Linked DNA regions of Sus scrofa: region 2 is linked to region 1. Evidence: chromatin contacts called from public Hi-C data. All regions are on one chromosome and are shown on one strand. The core of a region is the stretch at or near the end of the contact, and the rest is flanking DNA. Distances in the headings are between cores, read along the strand shown.

The links. Hi-C and Micro-C count contacts between places; a contact is called where the count stands out from the background.
Region 2: a contact with region 1 is called in a Hi-C map of liver, with 2.5 times the contacts expected there. The contact joins two enhancer-like sites. A contact is called at or near these places in 1 of 5 promoter capture datasets (liver), 16 of 47 Hi-C or Micro-C datasets (alveolar macrophages, brain, embryonic fibroblasts and 8 more) and 1 of 2 datasets of contacts at active chromatin or transcription factors (skeletal muscle).

The regions. Positions count from the first base shown.
Region 1 is chr1:17,606,168-17,609,928 of Sscrofa11.1, forward strand. All of the region lies in intron 1 of SASH1 (SAM and SH3 domain-containing protein 1), which reads right to left. Among named protein-coding and RNA genes, the nearest start is that of SASH1, 55 kb to the right of the region's middle. Within about 2 kb of position 1,909, at least 25 of the 83 cell types and tissues checked have an H3K27ac peak or open chromatin away from gene starts, as enhancers often do. A contact at or near this core is called in liver, where this site is marked.
Region 2 is chr1:17,676,904-17,680,913 of Sscrofa11.1, forward strand. No RefSeq gene overlaps it. Among named protein-coding and RNA genes, the nearest start is that of SASH1, 16 kb to the left of the region's middle. Within about 2 kb of position 2,663, at least 4 of the 83 cell types and tissues checked have an H3K27ac peak or open chromatin away from gene starts, as enhancers often do. A contact at or near this core is called in liver, where this site is marked.

The DNA.
Region 1 (3,761 bases), core at 659-3,158:
CTGAAAAAATACTGGCAGTAAATATCACACAAAAAAGTTCAGGGTGGTTGTCTAATGGAATTAAATAAGCATGTTTTCTATAATGAAGGTGATTTAGTGGATAAACGGATAAAATGTACCCTTCCCCACTCTTATTTAAAAATAAATCCATGAAGAAAAGTTTCCAACTATCACTTGTCACTACTAACCAAGGCCTCACCATACATAGTAAAAGCCTAGATGACTATAGTTAATCCTGAATAGAACTACATTCCATATTTAGAAACAACTAAGGGACCAAGAAATTAACAAAAGCCACTCTTGATTGTTTTATTAACTCTATGAAAGTTTAAGTCATAAGTAACATATGATGGAATAACCCACAGATGTGGTTCTAATGATAGTCATTTTTGACCCAACTCTCATTTCATAAAAATAATACCCAACATCTATTGAATGCTTTTAATGTCAATTACTGGGCTGATTAATATAAATGTGTTATCTCCTTGAGTCCTTACAACAATCCTATAAGGTAGATACTGCAAATAATGCCATATACAAATGAGAAGGTGGAGGCTTGAAGAAGTAAAGCCAACTGCCCAAGGTCACAGAGCTAACAAGTGGTGGTGGGGGGCACTTGAACTCTGATCCTGTGACTCTAGAACCTACACTCTGCACCATGAAGCTTTACTGCTTTGGGAAGCTGTACGATATTGCAGCTTATTCCTTCTCTGATAGCCAGCTGGTGTTCAAGATTGTCTGTCTAAGAATGATCAAGTAAATATAGACAACAGGAGTTCTGTCGTGGAAACAAATCCGACTAGGAACCATGAGGTTGCGGGTTCGATCCCTGCCCTCACTCAGTGGGTTAAGGATCCAGCATTGCTGTGAGCTGTGGTGTAGGTCACAGATGCGGCTCGGATCCCGCGTTGCTGTGGCTCTGGTGTAGGCTGGCAGCAACAGCTCCGATTAGATCCCTAGCCTGGGAACCTCCATGTGCCACAGGTGTGGCCGTAAAAAGACAAAAAAAAAAAAAAAAATACAGACAACAGAATAGAGTCTCTGGAAATTAATAAAACACAAATAGAAATGTTCACGATCTAATGCTGCCATTCAATCTATGCAGAAGGACGGACATGTCAACAAATTGCATCAGAACCACTGACTAGCGATTTGAAGAAAGGGAGGAATGAACCACTACTTCAACCTTTATACCACAATTAACTTCATTTGGACTCGCATGTGTATGTGCTTTATTGAGGTATAAGTGATAAACCAAACAACCTGGACAAATCTACGATACGCAGTGTGATGGATTTGGCCATACACACAGACCTGTGAAACCATCACCATGATAAAAGCAAGAACCTTACTCATACCCTCCAAAACAAATTTCTCTGCTTAAACATTTATAAGAGAATATAAATATGCATCCTGAGACTTTACAACAGGCATATTCCGATGACTGTCTTAGATACAGTTCAAGGTGTCCATAAATCTCAAGTTTTAAAAGCAGGAGGAGATGCCATTTGCTTAGCAGTTTTCATCTCAGAGCTCGTCTTTTAGGAAGATTCTGGAGGTGTAATGGCACAATGTGTGACTTTAGCACTTTATGTATGTGTGTGCGCTCGCGTGCACTCAGAAGCATTTGGACAGTTAGGGGTCATCGTGTGGATTTAATCACCTCTTCAGCTACATTCAAAGACTTGTAGCTGAAGTCTGACAACTAGTTAACAACGTGGCCAGAATGAGGACACAAGTCTCAATTCCCACTTCCAGACTCTTCCAAATGTTTTTTTCATCATAAGTCCAACGACAGATAGAAGCAATCTTTAATGGGGCCGCGGAATTTCACTGATTATCTATGGTGTTAGTTCCAGTGGATATTTTTCCCCTATGATGGGCTGAAAGTATTTTACAGATTTTTTTTCTAGAGTTTGCCAAAAATAGGTCTGTGGAGACCATGACATATTTTGTTTGTGAGAGAGGAAGAGAGATAAAAACATTACTTAAAAAAAAAGAGGATGACTCTGCAGGCAAAAATAATGATATGGGAAATTCAGTCCCATGGCTAGACATCTGAAGCTGATAACGTCTCTTGACCCCGGTGAAAAAAAGAAGCTATTTTTTCTTTGATGGGAAGCACAAAATCATTGGCTAACGCTTTTTCTCTTCCTCTGAAGAAGATCTCTTCTCCCTCTTCACGTAGATCAGGTGACACAAATCCCACGTGGGACTGAAATTAAAAATGCCTTTCACTTAATCCTGTTGGAAAGGCTTCCGCCCCAAGTTGGAGAGCACCCTGAGCTGGCCTGGCCGCGGAGGCCTGACACAGAGTCATGCCTGTGGTATGAGGGGGCCGTTCCCCACCAGCAGCCTCGGGTGTGGGAAACTATTCCTTCAACTCAGGGAAGGCAGCCCAAACTCTGAAAATTTGATCTCATTCTTTTGCCAAAGAGCCAGCTACAGGATTCTGGGATCCATCACTATTATTGTAACTGTAGGGGGGGAATGACTTAATTGTAAAACAATGACCTCACCCTCACAGCCAAGGTCGAATCATTTCTAAAGAAAGCTGCCTTCTTTGTTCCTGCCAACTTGCAAATGAAACAAATTACATCGGGACACGATTATATTCATTAGCGATTATTCCATGAAAACAGTGAGGATTTGAATGTACCCTACGCTTAACCCAGGCAACTAACGTGCCCTGCAAGCCTCAGGCCAAGCGGTGATGGACTCTGTGTTAGGAGAATGTTTGCCCCAGACTGTGGGCCAATGCGTGTGTGCCTCTTTCTCAGGGAGATGCTGGTTCAGGGGAGAACAAGACACCAAGGCACCAAAATGCTCCTCATTTCAGACACAGGAATTCGTGAGCTGAGCAACTTTGAATGATCTTTCTCTGATTTAATTCTGTCTTTCTACGGGAAAGAATGACATATGGGACAAGCCGGCTCTCTCATTGTCACATGTCAATGTCCCGGGAGACTGTCCTGACGGAAGTTCTGCAGGGCCTCCTGATGGCTAAATAATTTGGGGGTGTTTGTGTCCCCTAAAATAAATGATAACATAGCAGCATGTGGTCCTTCTGATAGGAAGATAATCCTAACGCATTCTCACCGTTACACCCAGCCTCCCACGTGGGTCATGCCTGAAGGTCAAGTGTGAGGTTGGCTGGAGGTCAGGTCACTCCCTTTTAGGAGGGAGACAGAAGAATGAATAAAGGAGAAGAGAGACGAAAGAAGCACTATTGCAGAATGACAACGTCTCCTAAAGTCATTATTTTATTTTATTATTTTATTTTATTTAAATTTTCTTTTTGGCTGCCCCATGATATATGGAGTTTCTGGGGCCAGGGATCAGATCTGAGCCACAGTTAAGACCTAAGCCACAGCTGCAGCAATGCTGGATCCTTAACCCACGGTGCTGGGCCTGGGTTTGAACCTGCATCCCAGCGCTCCCAAGATATGGCTTGTCCCTTTGTGCCCCAGCAGGAACTCCCTAAAATCTTTTTTATTAACCATTTTTGAGCTGATCTCTACTGACAGATTGATGAGCAAGGTGTCACTTTGACCCAGGAAAGAACTGAAATGGAAAAGAACAGAGCTGGTGGCATAATGACTTGGTTGGAGATGGATTAGCAAGTCAGAGCAGGACTTGGAGAGGCGTTGGAATTGTCCCTCTCAAATAATGGGAGGAAGCTCAGAATCTGGAAAGGAAGAAGATGAAGAAGCTTCCCTTCCATAGTGGTCCAGCTTGTCGGACTTCTTCCAGATACTTCC
Region 2 (4,010 bases), core at 1,413-3,912, 71 kb after region 1:
CATACTATGAGATACCCTCTTAGCATGAACAAATACCGCCCCCCACCCTGGCCTCGTTCCAGTTCCCTCATGTGTAGTTTTCAGGTCAAGGGAACAAACGTGGGTCACCCCACACACTTTCCAGCCCAAGAGACTGAGGCTTCTAGCCGACATCCCAGCTTACTCCCTGACTTTTTCCTCTTTCCATTTTCCAACTAAGGGAACTCATGGTCCCTTAGGGTTCTGATGTGGCTCTGATCATGCAGGACTTTGTGCCCCTTACTGCCCAGTGTTCCTTCTGTATATTGGGTACCAGCTCCTATGTAGGGTGTTAATTAAGTCTTTAGTCCTTTTGCATTGTACTTATTCCCGCCTCTGACTTCCAAACCACTTCCCCCTCCGAATGGCCTTTCTCTCTTCCATCCAACATTGAGGACACAGTGCGGGCTCCACATCGGGGGTAAAAAGACTTTTCCATGAGCTACCAACCCAAGAGCATTTCCCCAGCTCTAACCTACGTTCTGTCTTGGCCACAGAACAAGCTGGCACACTGTCATTCTTTCTAATGTTCATTTATTTGATGTTTACAATACTTGCTTAGAAAAGGACTTATATCCCCCAAACGGCTTAGAAATAACGGATTCTTAATGAATCTTCTAGCTTCATTGCTGGTCATTAGATGCTTTCTGCTAGAGGACTTCCATAATAGGAAACATTTATTCACTCATTCCCTTTGTCATCATCCAACATTTCTTGAGCCCCCTCATGTCCCTTCAAAATCGAATTGAACTTTCCTGGAAGTGTTGAAACAATGCCTTGAGAAACAAGATTAGGAATTACAGGCAAATGTGTATAGTGAGAGCCCCTCCCCTCTCAGCTGTTTCTCTGGGCTTTGACTAGTGGCTCTTTAAAATAGAAATTCCACCCTGTAGCTTTGTTCCAGTTATCTATCATTGCGTGCATATCAAACCAGACCACAATTTAGTGGCTTGAAATTACAAGTTAAGATGATCCTTCATAGTCCAGCGGATTTGCTGGGCTCAGCTGGGTAGTTCTTGGCCAGGATCTGTCATACGGCCACGGTCAGATGGGGGGCAGGTGCTGGCGGGGTCTAAAAGCCCACATGTGCTAGACATTCAAGATGGCTCACTTGTGTGGCTGCAGCTGATGTTGGGTGTTGACTGGGAGCCCAGCTGTGTTGTCAACCAGAATGTCTACATGTAGCCTCTCCATGTGGCCTGGGCTTCTCAGAGCCCACTGGTTGGGTTTTGAGATGGAACCTCACAAGGTCAAGCATACACGAGGCTTGGAGTCTTGGAAGTGGCGCATTGGAGCTGTAGCTGCCAGCCTACACCACAGCCACTGCAACACCAGATCTGAGCCACGTCTGTGACCTACACCACAGCTCAAGGTTAACACTCACAGCAGGCGGATACTTTACCCACTGAGCAAGACCAGGGATCGAACCCGCGTCCTCATAGTTACTAGTCAGATTCGTTTCTGCTGAGCCCCGATGGGAACTTCGCAGAGCTGATTTTTAAATCCTAGTATGTCTGGCTCAAAACACAAGTTTTTTCACATTATACAACCCTGTTTTCAATGATTATTGTTTATGAATAATGCCCAAGGAAAGATAAAGAGAAAAGAAATGGATAGAAGTGTTTTCATTTAAGTGATAACAGTTCTCCGAGGACAGCAAGCTCTAGACCACAGCCTCTGTTGCTTTTTAGGTAACAGTTTTAGATGTTCAAGCCCCCATATATGCTTGTTTTATGGAAAATGTTCTCTAGTTTTAGATGAAGCATTTCAAGTTTACAGACTTCAGCAAAATGAAAGCCCGACATATAATTAGAATTAAAATTTACTGTAGAGTAACACATTTTTATTAAATGGAACGAATGTTTTCTAGTAATTTTTCAATTATCATGAAAATAAGGCTAGCATTAATCCTACTATCAAATCTGGGCTTTAAAAGTTAATTAGGAGATGTAATTCAGTATTATGCTATAAGCAAGTTGGATTTTAAAGTAAACATTAAAATAAAACAGTTCTTGGAACAAGACATTCACTTGTTTTGGCCTCATTTCCTTCAGCCGCAGAGGGCAGCATTGGTCAATTGATAGTTTCTTTTTTTCTTTCTGTTTTTGTTTGTTTGTTTGTTTGTTTGTTTTTTGGTCCTTTCCTAACAAAAGGGAGTCATTTCCTTCCATGAAATGTTTTCATCTTCTTGAAGAGTTCCTGTCTCAAAGTCTACTACAAACGGGGGACTTCATTTTTGGGAGAGAAAAATTGGTAAAAATTGGTAAAAATTGTGTAAAATGCTCCAATGTTTCTTAAATTTTAAAATTCCTTTTAAAATTATTCTGAAATTCCTTATAAAATTATTCTAAAATTTCTTATAAAATTATTCTTCCTCCTAGCAAGAATCAAGTAGGACCTAAATGGAAGATAAAGATAAAAAGGAAAATCAGGAAATCAACCACAAGCAATACCATCAGTGAAAGTGTCCATGGGAAATGGGTTGTAGGCACACCTGTTGGATGAGTGCTGGTGCCTTGAGATGCAAGGTATTCTTTGGGTCTGGTCCACTGGTATGTTTCTGAGCAGCAAAGAGCTAAAGGGATAAATCTTTTCCCACAGGCTTTCCTAAATGAGGAAGGGCAAAAATACAGTGATTATCTAAGCAGTGCTGCCCCCTGCTGGTAGCAGTTATATAACCCTGCAAACGTAAGTTTTCCTCTGTCCCAGTTTCTAGGACCTGGTAGGAAATGTTTTGAGCTCTAAAGCGCTCAGAGACCATCCAGGTCACACTGCCTTGCCCACCCCACCCCTTGTGCACGGTGGACTCTTCAGTCAGCATTTAAAGGGGGAAGTGACTTGTTCATTATCACAGCTTTCGTTTCTACAGCACCTCACCACATGGAACACCCCCTTTCCAGAATTCACAGTTCCAAAGTACACAGTGCTTACTGTCACTGTGCTGTTTGTACCTTCTTTTAAAAATATAGTCCGGCGCTCAATGGTGCAACTTCTCTTCAAGTCTGAGCCATTTAACTAGACGAGTCAGACTTCTCCTTAAACACCGAAATATGATTCCTGGGATGGGTGTGATATTTCTGATTCTCTACAGCTCTTTCATGAAATAAATATGATAGAAAAAGTTAGTTACTGTTCTATAGTTCAGTTTCTGGGGAAAGGATTCCTTCATAACTAGAGCTAGAGTTTTAGGATGGCATTAAATAGAGTTGGTATTTACAGAGCCAGGAGGTTCCAACCATCTTTCTCAATATTCATGTATTTGGCTAAGTTTTATTTAGATTTTATTAATATTTGAATCAAATATAATTCAGGTGATCAAAAATTATGTGTAAAATTTTAGTGGCCAAAGTTTATTGGAAAATTCAGAATCTCACAGCAGCCTCGTGGGGTAATTAAGCTAAAATTTCGACTGGCTAGTTTATTCTTTTGGTGCCTGTACACACTTAGGTTAACTCCTTTGGTTACTAGTTTTAGGATTGTGTGCATGTTATATTCATAGAGATGTTACCCATACATGGAGAGCTTTAATGCTTCCATATCTAGTAAGATATTTTTTAAGAATTATAATGTAATGACAACTGGGTAGCTTCTGTGGTGGATCTTCTTAATGTCTTTTACCGAGAGCCGAGTCTCACACCTTGAGATGCCTTAATCCTCTCTTTACTGTAGAATAGTAACTAACTCTTAAAGTCTCATCCCAAATATGATACTTACAAGAGGTTTTCTGTGATGCATCCCATCTGACTTTAGTCCCTCTCCTCTTGATAGTACCTTGGTATCTATGCTCTCAATTTGTGACATGTGTTTGCAGTGAAAGTGACTTTCTCTGTGTGTGTGTGTGTGTGTGCGCGCGCACGTTTGCACACATGTATTGTGTGCTGTTGTAGATTGAACTAAGCTGTATGTTTCCTGAAGGCAGGTGCTGGGTCTTTTATTTCTTTGACATTGTTCAGAAGTGCCTGCTATAGAGTGTGAAGAAAAGGGAACCCTCC